Regions from separate parts of the Sus scrofa genome. Here all the other regions are linked to region 2. A link is a contact called in public Hi-C and HiChIP or PLAC-seq data. All regions are on one chromosome and are shown on one strand. Each heading gives the region's core, a stretch centred on a gene start, on an enhancer-like site or on the middle of the called end of the contact. The rest is flanking DNA. Distances are from core to core; before and after follow the strand shown.

The links. A called contact is a pair of places that touch in the nucleus more often than the background predicts. HiChIP or PLAC-seq counts read pairs in DNA pulled down with a chosen protein or histone mark.
Region 1: an H3K27ac HiChIP or PLAC-seq map of alveolar macrophages shows a contact between it and region 2. The contact joins two enhancer-like sites. A contact is called at or near these places in 2 of 47 Hi-C or Micro-C datasets (heart right ventricle and retroperitoneal adipose tissue) and 1 of 2 datasets of contacts at active chromatin or transcription factors (alveolar macrophages).
Region 3: an H3K27ac HiChIP or PLAC-seq map of alveolar macrophages shows a contact between it and region 2. The contact joins two enhancer-like sites. A contact is called at or near these places in 2 of 47 Hi-C or Micro-C datasets (embryonic fibroblasts and liver) and 1 of 2 datasets of contacts at active chromatin or transcription factors (alveolar macrophages).
Region 4: a Hi-C map of embryonic fibroblasts shows a contact between it and region 2, with 2.7 times the contacts expected there. The contact joins two enhancer-like sites. A contact is called at or near these places in 1 of 47 Hi-C or Micro-C datasets (embryonic fibroblasts) and 1 of 2 datasets of contacts at active chromatin or transcription factors (alveolar macrophages).

What each region holds. Positions count from the first base shown.
Region 1 is chr16:3,772,753-3,777,415 of Sscrofa11.1, forward strand. The region is part of intron 10 of TRIO (triple functional domain protein); the gene reads left to right. Among named protein-coding and RNA genes, the nearest start is that of TRIO, 84 kb to the left of the region's middle. Within about 2 kb of position 3,144, at least 3 of the 83 cell types and tissues checked have an H3K27ac peak or open chromatin away from gene starts, as enhancers often do. A contact at or near this core is called in alveolar macrophages, where this site is marked.
Region 2 is chr16:3,522,818-3,527,847 of Sscrofa11.1, forward strand. No RefSeq gene overlaps it. Among named protein-coding and RNA genes, the nearest start is that of DNAH5, 160 kb to the left of the region's middle. Within about 2 kb of position 1,599, at least 8 of the 83 cell types and tissues checked have an H3K27ac peak or open chromatin away from gene starts, as enhancers often do. A contact at or near this core is called in alveolar macrophages and embryonic fibroblasts, where this site is marked.
Region 3 is chr16:3,649,661-3,654,798 of Sscrofa11.1, forward strand. No RefSeq gene overlaps it. Among named protein-coding and RNA genes, the nearest start is that of TRIO, 39 kb to the right of the region's middle. Within about 2 kb of position 3,566, at least 13 of the 83 cell types and tissues checked have an H3K27ac peak or open chromatin away from gene starts, as enhancers often do. A contact at or near this core is called in alveolar macrophages, where this site is marked.
Region 4 is chr16:3,717,572-3,722,635 of Sscrofa11.1, forward strand. TRIO (triple functional domain protein) reads left to right here. Exons shown (of 56, transcript XM_021077142.1): 6 at 905-1,096. Among named protein-coding and RNA genes, the nearest start is that of TRIO, 29 kb to the left of the region's middle. Within about 2 kb of position 2,265, at least 12 of the 83 cell types and tissues checked have an H3K27ac peak or open chromatin away from gene starts, as enhancers often do. A contact at or near this core is called in embryonic fibroblasts, where this site is marked.

The DNA.
Region 1 (4,663 bases), core at 1,894-4,393, 250 kb after region 2:
CATGTACAGGTTTTTTTGCACATGCTCAAGTTTTCATGGCTCTGGAATAAATGCCCAAGAGTATGATTGCTTGGTCCTTTGGTAAATGCCTATTGTTCTAAAAGAAACTGCCGGAATGGTTATACCATTTTACACTCCCACTTGAAATGTATGAGTGATCTTTAGCTTTTTAGCATCTCAGGAGTCCAGGATTGCTTTGATGTATTTGTCAGTGGGAAAGGTTAAGTAAGATAAATGCACAACATTTCAGGATGTAAAGTTTACCTTATATGATCAAATCTCAATAACTTTTACTTTAATATGCAGTTCCTTGGACGAACTCTCTAAATGCACTCTTTCTTTTTTTCTCTTTTTCGGCCACACCCAAAGCACATGGAAGTTCCTGGGCCAGGGATCAAAATCAAGCCACAGCTACAACCCACGCCACAGCCGTAGCCGTGCAGATCCTTACCCCACTCAGCCACAGTGGGAACTCCCTAAATGTGGTCTTAAAGTTTTGTTTTCCTCAGTTTATTTATCTGATATGGACACACACAAACAGGTAGCCGCAAACCAGAGAAGGGAAGAGGAAGTTAATGGCCTGCAGACATCCATTGTGTCATTGGTCCTTGCAAGATGGGGGGTTAGATTTGACTTTGGCCATTCAGTTGCTCCCCACTGGTTTAACAACTATGTTTTCACATCATTTGTGGTATGTGGTATTTTTAAAAATAGGAGGTCTTCTCATAGTTGGAAATGTCCAAAAAAATAAGTCTAGTCACTTATGCTTTCCTTTCTATGAAAATATAGTCTTTATTAAAATACTTAAGTATATTACAGGGTAACACATCCCCTTACTGAAGTGGCTGAGTGCCCTGGGGTAGGCCACTCTGCACTGCCACCGCAGCTTTCTCACCACAGAGTTGAGAATAACACCTCTGAGGGCTGTGGACCAAGTGAAATTTCACACTCACCATTGTAGCTGCCAGTGAATATGCCTGCACTGCCTCCTCATTTGCATTGCAACTTACTTGACCAGAATACAGATTTCAGTGTAAGACAGAGAGGTGTAAATACCTAGGTATGAATCCTGACACCTTCCTTACTCATCTTTGAGCAGTAAGAGCTGCTTAATCTATTTCCATTGCACTTTCTCAGAGTTAGCCCCTCACTCCGACCTTCACAACAGCAACCAGAGCCTTTCTGGGTGTGAGGCCCCCCGACTCTGTGTCTGATCAGAGCCAGCCCCTCACTCCAACCTTCATAGCAGTGCTCAGAGCCTCTCTGGGTGTGAGGCCCCTGGCTCTGTGTCTGACCCCATCCTCAGAGCAGAGGAGACTGTTAGAGGGAACCTTTGCTCGTGGCTCCATTCATGTTGACATACATTGCTTTGTTCACATCACTCACTGCTTTTGTTTCCAGCCGAAGCTGCAAATAAACAAATTGTTATTTTTTCACCAAATAAATATGTAAAAGCTTTGGGTTTAGCCATTGGGGAAAGAGGGATGTCACTACCTAAAAGGAAAAGCCTTTTTTCAGTTTAGTTTTAATTAATACATATAAAACATTACTTTATCTTCCTAGAGAATGGTTTAAAACTGGTTTAAATTCATGAATTTTCTGTTTCTTCTTATTCCCCAATATTTTCAGGTATAGAAGAATTTTAGATCAATAGAGAAATTAGAAGTTAGTGTGTAAAAGTGCAGAGAACTTTAATATATCTGACACAGAAGGCCCCTTAGTGGAGATTATTGAGTGAATGAATTAATAATATGCTATCTTGAAATTCCCTTCTGGTGCAACAGGTTAAGGATCTCCATATGCTGTGGGTGTGCCCCCCCCCCCAAAAAAAATTAATTGTTTGTAAATTAGCCTCAATTAAGGTAACCAAGAAGTGAGGCACTTCTACAGAAGCTCAGGAAACATGACATTATAGGTCTTAAAATGCCCAGCTGAAAATGGATGTATGTGTCATCATGTTTACTTGTTTGACTTCTTTTAAGAGAGCATTTTTAATCTTCCCAATTTCTTTCTTTCTCTTTTCTTTTCTTTTGGTCTTTTTAGGGCTGCATCTGCAGCATATGGAGGTTCCCAGGCTAGGAGTCTAATCGGAGCTGTAGCCGCTGGCCTATATCACAGCCATAGCAACACCAGATCTGAGCCAAGTCTGCGACCTACACCACAGCTCATGGCAATGCTGGATCCTTAACCCACTGAGTGAGGCCAGGGCTCGAACCCGCAACCTCATGGTTCCTAGTCGGATTCGTTTCTGCTATGCCATGACGGGAACTCCAATATTCTTAATTTCTTATTTTGTTAGCTTCATAAACTAAATGTGATAAAGCTTTGGCTAATTAAGAGAATTAAACTGTATGTGTATCTCCGTCATGTACTGTTTTGTTACTGACTGTTGTCGTTCTGGTTGAATAGGTGGTAGAAAGGCTGATCACCAGCATTGTTTTGTCAGAAAGCTTGAAAGCTCTAGGTAAGCTGGGCCTGTAGAGGCTGTAAAGGCTTCTTTGGTTTTGTTGTCTGGTTTTTTTTTTTAAAGCGCAAAACTCAGAACCACAAGATCAAGGAAGGGCCTTCTGCTTGGGACTGATGATGTTGATGAATACAAGTTAATGACCGAAATGGATGAAGGTTTTATAAGAATAAACGTATTTCTTCTAATTGAGTTCAAGCCTCTATTCCAAGACAAATTAGATCCCTGGGTAGTGAAAGAACTTGATAATCAGATCACCAAATTTGGTTATTGATCTCTAAGGAGCTGTGGAAAAGGAAGAGATGACCCAAAGGCCAAAAATGCACTTGAGCATTTTTAAGAAGATAGATTTCACCTATTACTCAGGTTGAGGTCAGTCCTAAGCAGAGTTCTAGAAAAGACAGTCTATAACCTCCAGGAAGGAAAGGAGCAAATTACCATGGGAACTTTAGCTCATTCTTTACTAAGTTACTGATTTGATGAAGAGTATGTGGCACAGTGGACTTAGCGGGCGTCTGACCAGGCGTTTGACAATCAATTTGTATTCAAGATAGAATGGGGCTGAATGGCTGTGAAAAAGAATCCATTGTGGATGTTGGTTAACCTAAGACCAAGGCTGTCCTTATTCACCCATACGGGTCTCTGAGCAGACTGTGCAGGAGAAAGTGTTTGCGATAGTGAGACATTACTCATTCACAGCATGGGAATAAGGAAGTGATTTCCAGCCCAGGCCCACGATCGGATCAGCTTGCTGACGAAGCGGGTGATGGGAGATGGTAGATCAGTCACCCCAGAGGGACCTGAGGCCCCACAGGCTGATGGCTCTAATCCCCAGTGTCTCCTTCTATAGGGGGGTAACCTGTGCAGATGTTTTTGAACTGACTCCACTAACATATTCAGAACTTTTATGTCGATCTTGAAAGTGGTAAGATTGCCATAGAGCCAGCATAGACTTGGTACTGAGGCAGAAATAATTGTGGCTCCATTAAAAACCTTGTAAGTGAGACCAGCCATGGAGGGTGTTGCTCAGTGGATGACGTCAGCGGGGCTGGGGGACGTTTCCACTGCAGACCTCTCTCTGCACTCACAAGGCCTGTAGTGGGCAGGTTGGCGTGGAGGGCAGGATTATCAGAGTCTAGACCAGGGTCTTCCAGAAATGTCAGGTGGTAAAATAGAATCTGAAAAGATCCCGGCAAGAGTAAGTCCAGTTCGGTCACAGACGTTTCGTTCGTGGGTTTTAAAATCTGAGTCTGTTTCGAATCAGAAGTAGGCAGGTTATAGAGGTAGGGCCACAGGGGTGGCAGTGGCACGCTTCTAACAAAGACTATTCCTGCACATGTTCGTGGACAGTGTCCATGATAATTCCTGGCCCAGGGTGACAGAGTAAAAGGAGGGTCATGACCGGGAGATGGTCATCTCGCCTGCTTGCACTACGTGTGGTGCTGCCTTCAGGGCTTCAGCCCCCAGGTTGGGAGGGAGGAGAGTTTAGAGGAGCGAGCTGGCGCTGGTGGGGATGGCAGGGCTGGCAGGCAAGGGATGAAGGCTCGAGAGAGGGAGGGCAGGCTGCAGAGACGGGCACTGTCTCAGAGATCTGAAGAGCTTGAGAGGAATAGCACTTTGATTCTGAGGTTGATTTGCCCCCCCCATCCCTCGTACATTTCCTTTCATCACATTAAAGCATCTTTATCACCCACTCAAGAGTAAAAAAACTCTTACTCCTTAGTCAGGTGACAGGCATGTGCCCCAAAGCACCAGTTGGTCATTTCAGCCTGAAGAACATGCCTTTCGTGCCTGGAAGAGTTCCCCTTTGCTCCCTGCTTCCTCTCCCTAAAACGGAATCACATTTTATATGCACAGCAGGTGCCCTTGAAATTCCGCCTGCAAGTTGCCAGTGAAACCGCCTACTTCTGCTCCTGGTTTTTTATACTTCCCATGCTGGCCTTACGGCTCACCCATCCCCAACAGTACCTGATTGTCTTTGTCAAAAACAAGAGTAGGGAAATGGACACCAGTGGTGGCAGCTTCTGTTTGCTGAGTGCTCCCACACATCTGTGGTCCTTTCACTTGATTCTCAGACTGGCTTTGCCTCTTAGGGAAGACATACATGGTAATCCCCGCTTCATCCTCGAGAAAACTGAAGGCAGTGCACTCCGAGGACTCCCCCAAGGTCACTCAGGGGATGAGGACCCTCGCCTGGTG
Region 2 (5,030 bases), core at 349-2,848:
CTAGCTATAAAATAAATAAGTCACTGAAATGTAACATACAGCATAGGGACTAGAATCAACATGGTAACAACCTTGTATGGTAAGGAGTGGTAAATGGACTTGTGATGATAAATCCACATACAGAAGTACTGAACCAGAGTTCCCATTTGTGGCTCAGCAGGTTCCAGACCCAATGTGGTCTCTATAAGAATGCATGTTCAATCCCTGGCCTTGCTCAGTGGGTATAAGGATCTGGAGTTGCCAAAAGCTGTGTCATATGTTGCAGATGCGGCTTGGATCCGACATTGCTGTGGCTGTGGTGCAGGCTGGCAGCTGCAGCTCTGATTCTAACCCTAGCCCAGGAAATTGAATATGCTAAAAGTGTGGACATAAAAAGAAAAAAAAATATTGAACTACGATGCTGTACACCATAAACTAATATAATATTGCATGTCAAATATATTTCAATTAAAAACAAAAATTAAAAAAAGAAAGGGGAGTTCCCATCCTGGCTTAGTGGAAACAAATCCGACTAGTATCCGTGAGGATGCGGGTTTGATCCCTGGCTTTGCCCCTTGGTTAAGGAACCAGCATTGCCATGATCTGTGCTGTAGTCATAGGCACGGCTTGGATCCCACATTGCTGTGGCTGTGGGGTAGGCCACCAGCCGTAGCTCTGAATTCGCCCCTAGCCTGGGAACTTCTATATATGCTTCGGGTGCAGCTCTAAAAAGCAAAAAAATAAAAAATAAATAAAAATAGAATTTAAAAAGTCATCCATATTTTTGCATAAATCAGTAGTTTGTTTCTTTTTATATAAAACGTATTCCATTGTATGAATACACCGCAATTATTTACCCACATTCATTCCATACATAAAAGGACTCTAAATTGTTACATTATGAAATTGTATATCTTCAGCATAGGACATACGAAAAAATTTGGTAGCCTCTACCTGGCTTCTCTCACTCCAGTTTTCAGGATTTTCTCACCTCCAAGATCAACTTGCACTTCATCATGAAAATCTTCCATTAAACTTTGCCCTAGTCCACTGCTGAAAGTAATCCCTTTTGCTTCCTTGTTTCACTTCCTGTGATACACCGGTTACTAGTTGTGGTATGTTTCCCTAGGGACCTATCTACTTTAGACCCCTGCTTGAGATAGGATCCAAATGGTTTGGTCTCTGCCTGTGCGCAGCACTTAGCGAATGACTAGCTTATGGGACGTGGCCAACAAAGGGCTACTGATCAGAGAAAGAACTGAGTAAATTCCTCCACTCAAAATTAGCTTCAGTGGTTCCTCATTTTGCAGCTTGTTTGAAACCTTCCCTAACTAGCTCCAACCTAGCTTTCCAGATGTGTTCACATGATTTTTTCATAAGTATCTTCTCCAGTTAACATAGACCATTTGCTGAGTTGCATGCTTTTTCCTATGATGTTTTTTCTTGTCTGGTAGAAAATTCACACACACACACCTCTATCATTATTCTTCCCACCTCCTGAACGTGAGTTAGAATCCCTGGGTTCCTGTTTCCAGGGGAGTCTTCCACCATTCATCATCTGCCATCCACCATCCACTCATCTTTGTCAGCAGGATCCACTCAGGTAAGCAGTTCCAAATGGTGCCCAGTAGGGGGAGGTGTGCTCATCCAATGCTGTTTTTGTAGCCCTGTAGCTTTTAAAGAGGGCATATATTTACAAAAACATCTCAGGGATTAAAGAAATAAATAAAAACAGTTCAGCCACCTCCTTCCTCAAATTACTCATAAACTGTGAGTAATCTCCACTAACCAAAGCCCAGTAACCAAGGCTCTAGTAACAAAGACAAACCATTTGTCCATTTTAAATCTCTGTGATTTAAAACACAACCAATTCACTTTTCAAAGTTATGTCTGGAGGATGTCACTCCGTCTGTATTTCTCATTGTTTAAAAAAGAATCAATAAAGTCTCTTCACAGATTGAGTGTTGAATCCGTGTGGTTGAATCAGGAACCAGTTGTCTTCTGTACAAAGAGAGATTAGTTAAAATGAAAAAAATCAAATTAACCTTTCCTGTCTCTACTCACTTCTTCCCTCTAGATTTTTAAAATATGCTTTATAACTATTTACCAAATGGCCTTATTCTTTTATGTACCAGATTTAAGATACCACAGGATTCTGTGTGACTCGAATATTAATCATTGATTCCTGAGGATGACAAACCAGAAGTGAACAGTCATCATGAAATACGCAAACCATGTCACATCACAGGGAGCAAAAGATGGCCCAGCCTGTTCTCACACTGGGACACATGGATCTGAATGGGAACGAATAAAGTTCAATGATTCATAAGTTCATAAATTAATGAAACTGGAAGAGATCACTGCATTTCATAGCTGAAAAAAGCAAGACCCACAGAGATCAAAGCAATCTTTTCAAGACACCACAGCCAGTTAGTAATGAAATAGAGACTGGAATCCAACCCTTTCGACCAGTTTCCTGTAGGATGTGCTTCATCTATGAACATTATATACTGTTCTTGCAGTGTCAGCAAGAGAAGATAGCTTAAAAGGATCTTTTTTGTGCCAAGGTCCTCTAAAGACATACAAGAAGACAATGCAAACAGCCAGTTGGCTTGAATAATACTAAGGAGACAGCCAGGCTTTCAGCTCAAGGCTGTCACATTGGCATCTTTTTGAAGAAATGCTCATGAGAAAGATCATCGAGGAAGAAACAAAATCAATCCTTAGTGTCTATGGCATATGTCAGCACACATCCTATTCATTTCTCCTGTAATTGTTTCCTGGGTGGAGTAAGAACAAGGACGCATTGTTCTGTTAAATTATTTGCCCCTTGAATCTAAAGATTATGCTTTCAGCTCACAGTACCTCAGAGGTAGGATATAAATGCTAAAAGCTATGTGAAAATGATGATGCTTAATAACAATGGCAGTTGAAGCTTATAACATCTTTCAGGGTGGATCTCAAAGCACCTGGCAAATATTTGTTACATTTCAACACAGAATGATGCCGAAGAAGCATGGCTTGTTGTTTCCTTTTTATAAGTCAGAGAAAAGAAAAATAATGGCCTTTTAAAAATCTGATTTTAGGAGTTCACGTCGTGGCACAGTGGTTAACGAATCTGACTAGGAGCCATGAGGTTGCGGGTTCGATCCCTGCGCTTACTCAGTAGGTTAACAATCTGGCGTTGCTGTGAGCTGTGGTATAGGTCGCAGACGCGGCTCTGATCCCAAGTTGCTGTGGCTCTGGCGTAGGCCGGTGGCTACAGCTCCAATTAGACCCCTAGCCTGGGAACCTCCATATGCCGCAGGAGAGGCCCAAGAAATGGCAAAAAAAAAAAGACAAAAAAAAAAAAATCTGATTTTAGCCCTAACATTTTAATTTCTAATTATGCCTAATTTTGTAAATTACCTAAAAGCCTCTTAGCAGTAAGTTTATGTAAGTTCTATTTAAATAAATAAAATGATTGATTTCATCAGGATCAGAACTTGAAAGACCTGGGCTCCTTCAGAAGAAATACTAACTTTTCTGGCGTTGTGGCATAAAATTCATACCAAGAGCCTGCATAAACCATCAGGGGTGGAATGTATAAAGCAGCCCACTATGGAATATAGAAACTTAAAAAAAAAATTACAGGAGCTAAAATTCTTCCCTGATCTTTATTAAAGATTAATCCAGTAATTCGGGTTTGGAGATGAGGTAGGAGGACGGGTGGGAGGGATGAGAAAAGGAGGAGAAGCAAAGACTGCTTAAATATTTATGATTTTTATTTGAAATCAGAGAAAGATTCCCTACTTTCAAAACTTGAAGTGTCATGAAAGTTAAATACTTCAGATATTTCATATTATATATGATGGGTTTTGACTTCAAAGGAGCTTAAGAGGGGAAAGTGTCAACCAACACAGTTTTCACCACCAACCCCCTGAAGCCTTCAGCCTCATCACAGAGGCTTCAGCAAGTCCTTCCCAACACAGCACCCTGGGTACAATTTCTCCACCTAAAATGGTCAGTGAGGAGTTCCTGGTGCAGCTCTGCAGGTTAAGAACCCTGACATAGTATCCATGAGGATACAAGTTCAGTACCTGGCCTTGCTCAGTGGGTTAAGGATCTGGCATTGCTGCAAGCTGCAGTATCGGTTGCAGATGCAGCTTGGATCCCATGTTGCTGTGGCTGTGGCATAGGCTGGCAGCTGCAGCTCCAATTCAATCTCTAGCCTGGTAACTTCCACATGCTACAGGTATGGCTGTAAAAATAAAAATAAAATAAAATAAAATAAAATATAAAATTAAATGTCAGTGAGATGCAAATGGACCTTATTAGATAGAGTTCCTGAAAATTTTCTGAAAGAAGGCTGACTCAGCTAGGAAGCGTTCTCCTTCTTCCTGCTGGGAATGGAACGTGATAGCAAGTTCCAGCAGTCATTTTGTATCTCAAGGTAGACGTTAAGAAGGGAAGCCACACTCTGAGGGTGGTGGAAGAAAGATGAAAGGAACCTGCACATCTGATGACAATGTTGATGTCATCCCCACCCTGAACTGCCTTCCTTGGGATTTTACATACTAGAAGTCCTCTTATTTGAGTTTTTCATAATTTATTCACTAACACAGCCAGCTCCATAACTTTGAGTTTAACTTTTCTTCCTCTTTAAAACTGTCTTCATTTCTTAAGGAAATATGGTCAGTACTGCTTTCCTTGACTTCTTAGAATAGATCCACTAAGGCCTCAATGTCACTCAACTCCAGAGGACACCCTCTATATTGAGGCCAGTGGACACTTCCCACCTAGACTCCCATCTAGATGACAATGTGAATAAAGTCCACTGGACCCTGTGGTCCTAGCCCCCCGCCCTCCATGCTTTCACTGAATTCTCTGATTGCCTTTTGATCTTCTTGAGATTACATCCTCAGGGAGATCGGTAAAAAGGTGATTTTAGTTTCAAATACGGAGCAAACAATCTCTAATGTGATCTGTGGCTTCGTAATCTCATTAGGAGCTAATTTAAATCAGATTTCTCAACCTTGCAAGCCATGGACAGCTTTGGCAGGTAAATGAAT
Region 3 (5,138 bases), core at 2,316-4,815, 130 kb after region 2:
GTGTGTGATTCAGTGGGAGGGTGGGGTTAGAGGGAGGGTGAGGCCCCTGCAGACTTGACCCTGGACTCCTCCTGTGGGCAGGTCTTCCTGGCACCTGCAGGGAAAGTGCAGTCCTCTGGTCTCTCAGGTCGTTTGATGATGGTGAGGATGTTCTGTGTGGTGTCACTAGTTCAGGAGAAGGAAACAGATAGAACTTTCTCCTGTAAAATAACAGCTTTGCGGCATGCTAGGGCAGTTGTGTTTTAAGGAGACCCTCAAAGGTTGAAAGCTAGGCTGGTGTCAGTTGGCTGCAGCTTTCTGGTCATGTTCAGATTCATGTGGGCCGCTGAGGGATGAGCAGGTATTTTACTTAGGAAGCCTTAAGTTAGTCAGCCAGGAATTGCAGCATTATTTTTGAGGCTGTGTGTATTAAGATGTAAGAATCTACAGAAGTAGTTTTCTTTTGCATGGTGTTATTTTACTCCAGATTATATATTTATAAGAGGCTACGTTGATAACACGTGGATTTCTAGTAATCATGAACATTAAGTCTAACATTGTCCCTGGAGCTGCTGGATCGTGACGTCGTCACTGAAATAACTGTGGTCAGTTGCCTTGGTTACCGGTGTTCTGACAGCAGACACAGGGATGCATGGGGGTGTTTCCAGAGCTCCCCTGGGGAGAGCACCAGAGGATGGGAGGAAAGTGGATCCGTACCTCTCCTGATCTCTGGGCTTCTCATTGCCCAGGGCTTAAGGGTGGGAGTCGGGGGGAGAGCGTGCGGTCCAGGGGTGCGTGTCCTCAGGCCAGGAAACCTTCATTAACTCACAGCCCCTGTGAAGCCAAGAGTTGAGGCAGAAGACAGCTTTGGGGAGGACAGGCAGAAATAGGAATTACTGTATCATTTTGAGCCCTTGGTGTTCAGGCCAGGCTTTGTTCACACCCCTCGGGCCTTGAGGAATTGCAGGCATTCTGGTCCTATCCCCAGAAAGCCTTCAGCTCCTGCAGTGTCACAAAGGGAAGGGACTGACTCTGAGATCACCTCTTGGAAAGTTAAAGGGGGATGTCTTCTGTAAATCACAGCACGAGGAGAAAGTCTAGGAACAACACCCTCTTGGCCTTAGTGATAAGGAACGGGCATCCTGGTGCTGTGTGAAGCAGAATCTTCAGCGAGACCCAGATGCCTGCCCATCCACTTGATTTCAGGTTTGAGCGCAGATTGATTTTACTCAGAGACTTGCTCTGGTTTTTGTGTTTAATGCAGTCCAGCAGTGAGTGTGTTCCCAGGTCTGTTGTGTGCTCAGGACTGTTCCTCTTGGCTCTGTAGGGAATGGGCCATCAAAGGCACAGCCTCTGAGACACGTGGTTGGGGAGGAAGACCTCTGTGCACATACTAGAGCCCTGCCTGCTTTTAACCTTGTCTGCAATATGGTGAGATTGTATTGGGAGGGTTCAAGTCATCTGATAATGACTCTGACACCTAAATTGTTTAGTGTAGATAATGAAATTTAGGGAAACAACTTGAGCTTTGTTCATTGATCTCAACTGAGAAGTTACTCTGTAAGAATAAAGTTAGTTTTCTGTTGTGATGGAAAAAATCTCTTCAGAGTGAAGTTAGAATCCAGTTTTGCTATTATCATATTTGTGAAGTTTGACACTCACAATGAGTACAGCCGATATTAATATTTAGCAAAGTTGTCTGTCATAGAGGCCCCTGAGAGTTGCGGTCTGTGCTCCCCAGGGTTCAGAGGACAGGCAGGTTAGTTAGTGAGTGAGAGCTGGGCCTTGCCTGGGTTTTTGATGGCAAATTTCTGAATGAAGGAAACCCCACCCCCACCTCTGTCCCCAACGAGGAAAAAGGAGAAAAAGGTTCATTTTCATTACTGCCTGATTAGACCTGGGGGGAAATTGTGTCTGTGTGTCTTAATGTAAGTTTCTGCACCTGGAGTTTTAGCTCTGAAGTGCTATGTGGAAATATGCCAGGAACAGAGTCCTTCTTGACAGCTGTGACAGTGAGAAGACCTGCCAAGCCGGAGACTCGAGTTCCCGCTCAATCCTCCTGAGGTCTACGCTGAACTCGCGAGCAGAAGCTGTTTTCGAAGCGGACGGCTCATTTGTGGCCGTGAACAAGTGAGCCTGTGGTTGACAGACTGTGTACTGGGAGTGAGCCGACAGCTGACCTGGGAATGTTGGAGAGAGAGCTCCCAGCAAAGGGGCAGCAGCTCACAGTTTCACATTCCCAGGCTCGAAGCCCAGAGAGTTGTGACTAGAAAAACCTCACTGTACAGCTCCTGTTTCTTGCAGCTTTCCGGAGGTTGCCTGTGGATTTAACTGCGGTAATTTACATGGGCACAAATCCCATCGGTTTGAATAAGCTCTTTAGAATGAAATCCATCCCTGCTTTATCACCACTTGTATTTACAGAGCTCTTTTGACTTTAGAGGAATTTACTTGATAGAAAAGTTTTCTCTCCTATTAATGTTTGAATGTATCAAATTATAATTGATGGGGTCAGACCATTCTGATTGCAGGCTGTGACAAACCAGAATCCAGACAGGAAATTTTAGACACGCGTTCATGAAATCAAAGAGACTAAAATTAAGATGTATTTAACAAGGAAGTTCAAACCATCCTGCTTATCTGAGACGTCCCCCATAATGTTTAAATTTATAATATTGATTATGAGATATAGATTTTATATGTTTAAAATAGATTTAAGATAAAAATAAAACATCAAAGTATGTTTGATCTAGAACAGGAGTAGGTACTTTTTTTCGAAGTGCCAGATTGTCAGCTTTGTGGACCAGATTAAGTTTTGTGGACCCATATGGTCTCTGTTGCAGCTACTCAGCCTGCAGCGATAGTTCAGAAGCAGTGTTCAGGGAGAATGGGCTTGTGGGTTCTTGTTTGCAGGATCTTTCGTTAGTATTAAGACATGGGAGGAGAGTGGGGGTCTCCCTCTTTTTCTCACTTCTGAGTGAAGTGAAATAGTAACATCTCAGCAGACAGGTTCTTAGTCACTAGAAATTTCGTTTAAGTTGGGGGTGATGTAATTTTCACCATCTTGGAACAGTCCAGGTAATCATGCCCTCCTTGCTGGGTTTCGCTGTACCTTTAGGAAGACAGTGTTCAAGGCTGGATCGAGGAGATTTCTTCACAACAGTGGGTGGTTCCCAACTCCCACAGACCTACCATCCCAGGTTTATGATATATTGTGTAATGCTTTAGGTACTATCCTGCCATGTAATTAATGAGTAATTTAAAAAATCAAAACATGCTTTAACTACCAGAGAAGAAATACGTGTAACTTGTAAACGTTTAAGTACGTGGGTGCTTAGGTGTAAGGAAGAGCAGTGGTACTGGAAGTGCTGGTCTGCCAGGGCAGTGTGTATCTCTAAGTCCCCCAGCCGCTTCCTTCCTTGAGTCTTGCTGTGGGAAAAAAAAAATGTCAGCCAAACAAACTCTTTATCTAAATGCAAGGAGTGATGATGAACTTGTAGACTTGCAGCCAAGATCAGATGACACCGTGTCATTACTCAGAAGATGGGATGGTGTTTGCGGCCACTTGCACTCACGCATGGAGTCTCCGTGAGTGGAGCTGCATGGAGGCCAGTTGTTCCTGGTGTGTTGTGTCGGTGACTCAGATGCCATGAGTCACATTGCTGACATGATTTCTGAAGCAATCAGCTCCCGGTACATTTCCAAACCAAAGTGGAGATTTTCTCCATCTACACTGTAGCTGTCCTAAAAAATGTAGTGTGTAAAAACTGTGGCCCTGGAGTTCCCCAGTGGCTTAGTGGTTAAGGATCCAGCGTTATCACTGCTGAGGCATGGGTTTGATCCCTGGCCCAGGAACTTCCAGATATTGGGGATGCAGCTAAAAACCAAACCAAAATGACAAAACAAAACCAAAAACAATGAGAGCCCTGCCCTCCAATTGTTTCTGCTTATGCATAAAGTGGAGTTAGAGTGTAACTTCCTTGAATATTTGGCAAGACATTGGGAAGTCAGGTAAGATGCTTAGTGATGCATGTGTGTGTGTTAGAGGGACTGTCACATGCAGTGTCTGTCCAGCATTCCTGGCCTTCATCCTCTAAATGCCGATAGTGTCCTCTCCATCCATGTGACAGCTACAAGTGCCACCACAGATTTCCAAATATAGGATAGTACCAAGGGGTGGAGGTGAGCACCTGGGAAGATGTCAGTCACAGAGGTACACCTGGCCAGCACTTGACCGTGCTCTCACAGGGTAGCTGGGCCACCGAGGGGCAGGCAGGCAGTTTGCCCTCTGCTAATAAGCTTCCTCAGAACTTCTGAGCTGTTTTGCTTGAGCTTCTTCTCTACTTTTCTCTTATTTTCCTTCTCTGCCTTTTCCCTTCTGCTTCCTTCCCTCCCCTAGTATTGCCTTGTTTTACCTGATCCTCTCTCTTTTACATCATTCTTTCTTGTTTTAATGTTCCAGCATACCAGTGAGTCTTTCCATTTGTAACATGTATGTGTAAAATAATTTCTTAACCACTGTTGGTAAGAAATCAAAGCACTGAAGTTTGCAATGTAATTTTCCTAATACCTCTCACTTCCTTATTGATTTAAAAATTTTTTGAGTTGGAGAGAAAGTGGTGGGTACCAGCTCCTACATGCTTGACCTGCAGATGGACCATTAGCACTTTTCTTTCTTTACTTAATATGTGCTATATACTGCAAAAGATAAAATTGGAACTTTTAACAAAAGTATAAAGAAAATTTGAAAACACGAAGTTTCTAATATATTTTTCAGTATGTTATAGGATTAGCAGGTGGAAGGACCTACTATACTTGCAACTGGGGAGCTGGGGTAGGCTCTGTGGGAAAAGGAAGTAGCTAAGGCAGCTTCAGCACCTGTTGAGATTTGGGATTGGGATGGGATCTTGGGCTAGCTAGAATGGGAAGTACCAGGTTCCTGCCTGCTGGACGGGGAGTTAGCCATTGAGCTGAAAGGCAAAAGTGTCTGCATCATGGGGGAGGGGTGGGAGATAAGATTCGGAAGAAAGGCTGGGGCTTGGCTGTGGTTGAGGGTCTGATATCAGTTGAAGACTCCACCATCCTGAAATGATAAGTGTTAAGTTCTTCAGGAAGCAGAGAACTGCCCCCCACATCCTTTGGTAAATGTTTTTCCTTCC
Region 4 (5,064 bases), core at 1,015-3,514, 200 kb after region 2:
GGGAGGAAAAATGTAGAGGCCTTGGGGCAGGTTGGGAAGTTAGATATGATTTAGGGGCAAGAGTGGGAGGAAGCAAAGATGAGTCTGTGATCTGGGGAGACCCATTACCAGGTGCAGTGCTGTGATGTCCGTAGTAATAATAATAATAGTAATAATAGTGATACTACCTGAGGGACAACAACCTGCGATTTGTTGAAGGTATGCATTTGCTATAATAGGAACTTTAAAGAAGAACTTCTCTTACAAGAAAAATGCTTTTGCACCCTTATTTTTGCAATAAACTAATGGAGTTGAAGACAGTGATGTCAACAGAGTGGAAAAGCTTAATTTAAAGTTTGAACGCAGCATTGTTTTCTTCATAGCCCAGTTCACATTCCTTGGTGAATGTGGATCCATTTACAGAAGATTTTTTGTTGGCACCAGCAAGATGACTTGGGCTTATATAGAAAGAAGAGATTGTTTTCATACAAAATAGCCTTTGGTTGCTAAGTACATAGTTTGTGGTCTCTGGGTTCCAGTTACAAACTGCAGTGGTGGGTCCCCAAAGTTCTGGGTGACTGCTTACCATCTGGGCCCTTTTCAGGCTCTGAGGCCAAGACGTGAGTCACAGACCTTCGTGCGCACTCGCATCTGTGTGCCACTGCTCCGTGCCTGCCTCTCTCTCAGCTGGTTGAGTTGTAGGTTTGCATTTAAAAATAGAAACTGAAACTCCTACTTGGAGTTTACGGAAATCCAAACAGCAAAACAGGTGTCCTGGGACCCGCCAGGTGATTCTGCTGTTAAAATGTAACTTTTAAGTTCCCAGGCTGTTTCTGAAAGCGCCCCCCCCCCCCACCACCACGTTCTTGGAAAGACGCCCCTTGTGGGCCTTCGCCCGACCAGCCCTCTCTCCTTCCTTTCGCAGAACGTGTACGTGAACATCAACCGCATCATGTCGGTGGCCAACCGCCTGGTGGAGTCGGGCCACTACGCCTCCCAGCAGATCAAGCAGATCGCCAACCAGCTGGAGCAGGAGTGGAAGGCGTTCGCCGCGGCCCTGGACGAGCGCAGCACCTTGCTGGACATGTCCTCTGTCTTCCACCAGAAGGCTGAGAAGGTCAGTGCCTGCTCCGGTCCCAACCCCGACCCCTCCTCCTCCAGCCCCTCCCAGCCTGGGGCAGGTCCCCACCCGCTGTGCAACCTCAGAACTTACCCCACCTCTCTGTTCCTTACTTTCCTCATTCGCGAAGTGGACATGAAGGGATCTACCCAAGGGGCTGTTTGATGGTGTGAAGGAGGTAATCATATTGGGTGCCTGGCACGGTGCCTTCTGTACAGTAGGTGCCATAAATGCCCTCTACTCCCACTCCTCTTCTCCCTCATGGTCATCACCTGAGAATTCCAGTCAGGATACTTTGGTGTGAGTAACGGAGTGCCAGACTCTGGGGGTTGGCTCTTCTCACAGAACAGAAAGTTGCGAAGTATAGGGGGTTCCAGCCGCATGGAGCTGTCGGGGCTGGGGGGCTCCTGGCCTGGCTTGGCCTTTCCCTGTGGTTGGGTCACAGGTGGATGCTGCAGCCCTAGCGCCAAGGCCCTCAGCCTCTTCTCCTGTCACTTTCTCAGGGCAACATGATTTGCAGAAGGTCCCTCCAGCCCAGCAGGCTTCCCCCCGGTCCCCTTTGCCAGGAGTGGGGTGCACAGGAGGGAAAGTGGGAAAGGGCAGGGCTAGGATTTCCGCCTCCCCAGCAGTGAGCAGGCTCTGCCAGCAAGGGCTGGGCTGGAAAAATGGTTTTTGGGTCAGTGGTCTGCAAGGTCTCTCACAGTTGTTAGATTACTGTACGCATTTGGACCTCACATTGGCTTCATCTGCTGATGGTCTGGTCATGATACCTTATCTCAGAGGTAACACTCCCCACACTCCAGACAGGTTAACCTGCCCGAATGAACGCAGCAAAGGAAAGTGAACTGCTTGTGTCTCAGAAGCTAGTGGTGGAGGCCAGGCAGTAAAACACCTTGTCAAGATGTGGAGGAAGAAGGCTCAGGAACGTTTAGCCACTAGGAAGGCATGTGGGAAGGAGACACATGGTTACCTTAAGTTACAGGAAAAACACTGGTAGAGCTTCCTCAGGGATAATTTTTTTGGGAAAAAAAACTTACATTCATAGGGATTTGCACTGATGCTTCTAAAACAGAAATAGTATCCTTTTAATCTAGAAACAGTCTCCGCTGAGGCAGCGAGGGAGGGCAGGATCTTAGCAAGGCAGCTGGAATGTTGCATGAGATGCTAATCAGTAGTGATCTCAGCTCCAGAAACCTTTAAAGTATGAAGCAAGAGAGGAAACAGAGTGGGATAGAAAGAGGAAAAAATCTTAATAGCCTCATGTGAAAGCTGTGAGTGGGGATTTAAGTTTTAGTGGTAAGATTTTTCTGCTTACTAATCTAATGAATTTAACTAGTTTTATGATAAAGGAGAAACAAGAGCCCCCCCACAAAACCAGTTTGTTTTAAAGTAGCAGGAGCCCTCTTCAGCACAGAGCACTGTCAACACTTCTCTGTGGCTGCCTCTGGTCCCTGTCATTGTCCAGGTGATGTTGCTCCCTGGATATTACCATGGGTGGGAGATGAGCCATGCGGCCCTGGCTGCTCAGGTGCGGTTTGGAGTGGTAGCATAGTATGGGTACAGCAGCCCCCAGGGCTTGGAGGTGTGTCACTTGGCAGGGGGCCCCCAGAGAGGTAAGTTAAGATGATGTGAATACATTTGCAATAGGGGAAAAAAATAAAGAGGAGTTTCCGTTGCAGCTCAGCAGATTAAGAACCTCACTAGTATCCATGAGGATGTGGGCTTGATCCCTGGCCTTGCTCAGTAGGTTAAGGATCCGGCCTTGCTGCATGCAGGGCTGCAGCATAGGTCGCAGTTGCGGCTCGGGTCCAGTGTTGCTGTGTGTGTGGCTTGCCTGGCAACTGCAGCTCCAATTCATCCCCTAGCCTAGGAACTTCCTTATTCCACAGGTGCAGCCCTAAAAAGGAATAAAAAAAAAAAAAAGTTTGCAATAGCGCTAGCTGCTGAGGGGAGTGATGGACAGTCTGAAACAAAGTAACACGTAGGGAAAATCTCTCATAATGGCAGGATTCAGAATTACAAATGAACCCAGAAGATTAATTGCTGCTCTGAACTGCCTGAAAATAATGTAGAAATGTGAGTGCCATGGGGTGTTTTCCACTAATGTTTTATTATCAAAAATTTTAAACAGCAGCAAAGTTGGAAGAGCCTGGTGGGTTTTATTTGGATAAAATGAATGGTGGTAATTTATGGATTTGAAGGAAACTCAGTTGGATGAATCTGTGAACAGAATTTCCTGGGATCCTGAGTGAGCTCTAACGGCGCATGTGGTCCCCGTACACATCAGGGGCCAGAGACGCCAGTATAGCCTTAGAGGCAGAGTGGCCTTCTGGGGAAGGCTCACATCTCAGAGGGACTCTGACTGAGGCAGTCCGCCTGTGCCAGGCAGCTGAAGCATGCAGAGGGGACAGCTTCGGAAAGCACTCTCTTCCCTCAGGTTCAAGTGTGTATCTCCCCCTCCACTGAGTTTCAGATGCAGCAAAGAAGATCACACCTAGTAAGTAGTTGACTTGTCCAGCAGAGGAATCTCCAAATAGGTCAACTCCGTCCCCTCCTCCCCTTTTTGGTGTAATACTATTTTATTAACACTTAAAACTTCACTGACAATGCTGGCCATGCCTTATGCTCAGATTCTTGAAATAAAGACATGTGGACAGAGCTTTAAGGGTGCAGTGTGAAACACAGCATAAAATACTAACAAAACTTAAGGAGTGGTATAATAACTATACCTCTGTACACAGGTATAGGGACAAGCCCTCCAAGGGGAAGAAAAGCTCAGGACTGAACAGAGGTCCTTGGTTAGTGACAGAATCTCCCCTTGACTTCAGACATAGGACAGACGAAGGAGTCTGTCAGTTTACAAAAACCCCTGACTTCAGGACCGGTAGTAACAGGATTGGAAAGAGCCAGTTGAAGGTTGTGGGGGCCAGTCTGAAACGAGCTAGGTTAGCTGGAGGCCGCTGCAGCTCACGTCCAGGATCTGTAGCGGTCTAGAGACAGTGGTTAGTGCAGTCCTCTGAAATTGCTGGTCTCCAAACAAGTTTCAAAGATGCTTTTCCCAAACAGAGGGTCCTCTCTTTTTTAAAAATTTAAACAACTTAAGCTGTTTTCATAAACTCAGTAGGGAAAGACTGGACCTTGGACATCATAGCACAGGTTTCCATCATACCACCTCCTTGAACCTCATCCAGAGTTCTCTTGAAGAGTCTGGTTAGGGGGACGGAGTGTCAACTTTGTGCCCTGTGTCTAATGGCCTTACTAAAGGAAGCAGCCGGCCTGGAAGGATGGGAGCTCTGGCTTGGCAGGTGTGCGCGCCTGGCACCCAGCCTGCTCCTCTGTGTCTGAGGGTTTCTTGTGTTGTATTCCCTTGTCGTCTTATAAACTGGATGAGAACGACATTGCATAGACCATGCCTTCCAAAGATGTCTTGGCCATTCATGCTCCTGCACCCTCCTCCAGTGGGGGCGTGTGTGGGATCAGAACTTCATTTTGCAGATCTGGAGACATGACCACACTGTTAGTGATTTTACAGGCAGACGGTGTTTAGGGCTTCAGCCTCCAGCTTTTTTGATCATGTGTTATATCCCTTTGTATTAAGAAGCTTCCACAGTAAATTGCATTAGAATTACCTTTTTATAAATCAGAGAATTTAAAGTGACTTGATTTTTACTACACCTTAAAATCTCCAGTTTTTGCTATTTAAAAAATTATTAGGAGTTCCCATCATGGCTCAGCAGAGACGAATCCGACTAGGAACCATGAGGTTGTGGGTTTGATCCCTGGCCTCGATCCGTGGGTTAAGGATGTGGCATTACCGTGAGCTGTGGTGTAGGTTGCAGACGCGGCTTGGATCTGGCATTGCTGTGGCTCTGGCGTAGGCCAGCAGCAACAGCTCCGATTAGTCCCCTAACCTGGGAACCTCCATATGCCGTGGATGCGGCCCTCAAAAGACAAAAGACAAAAAA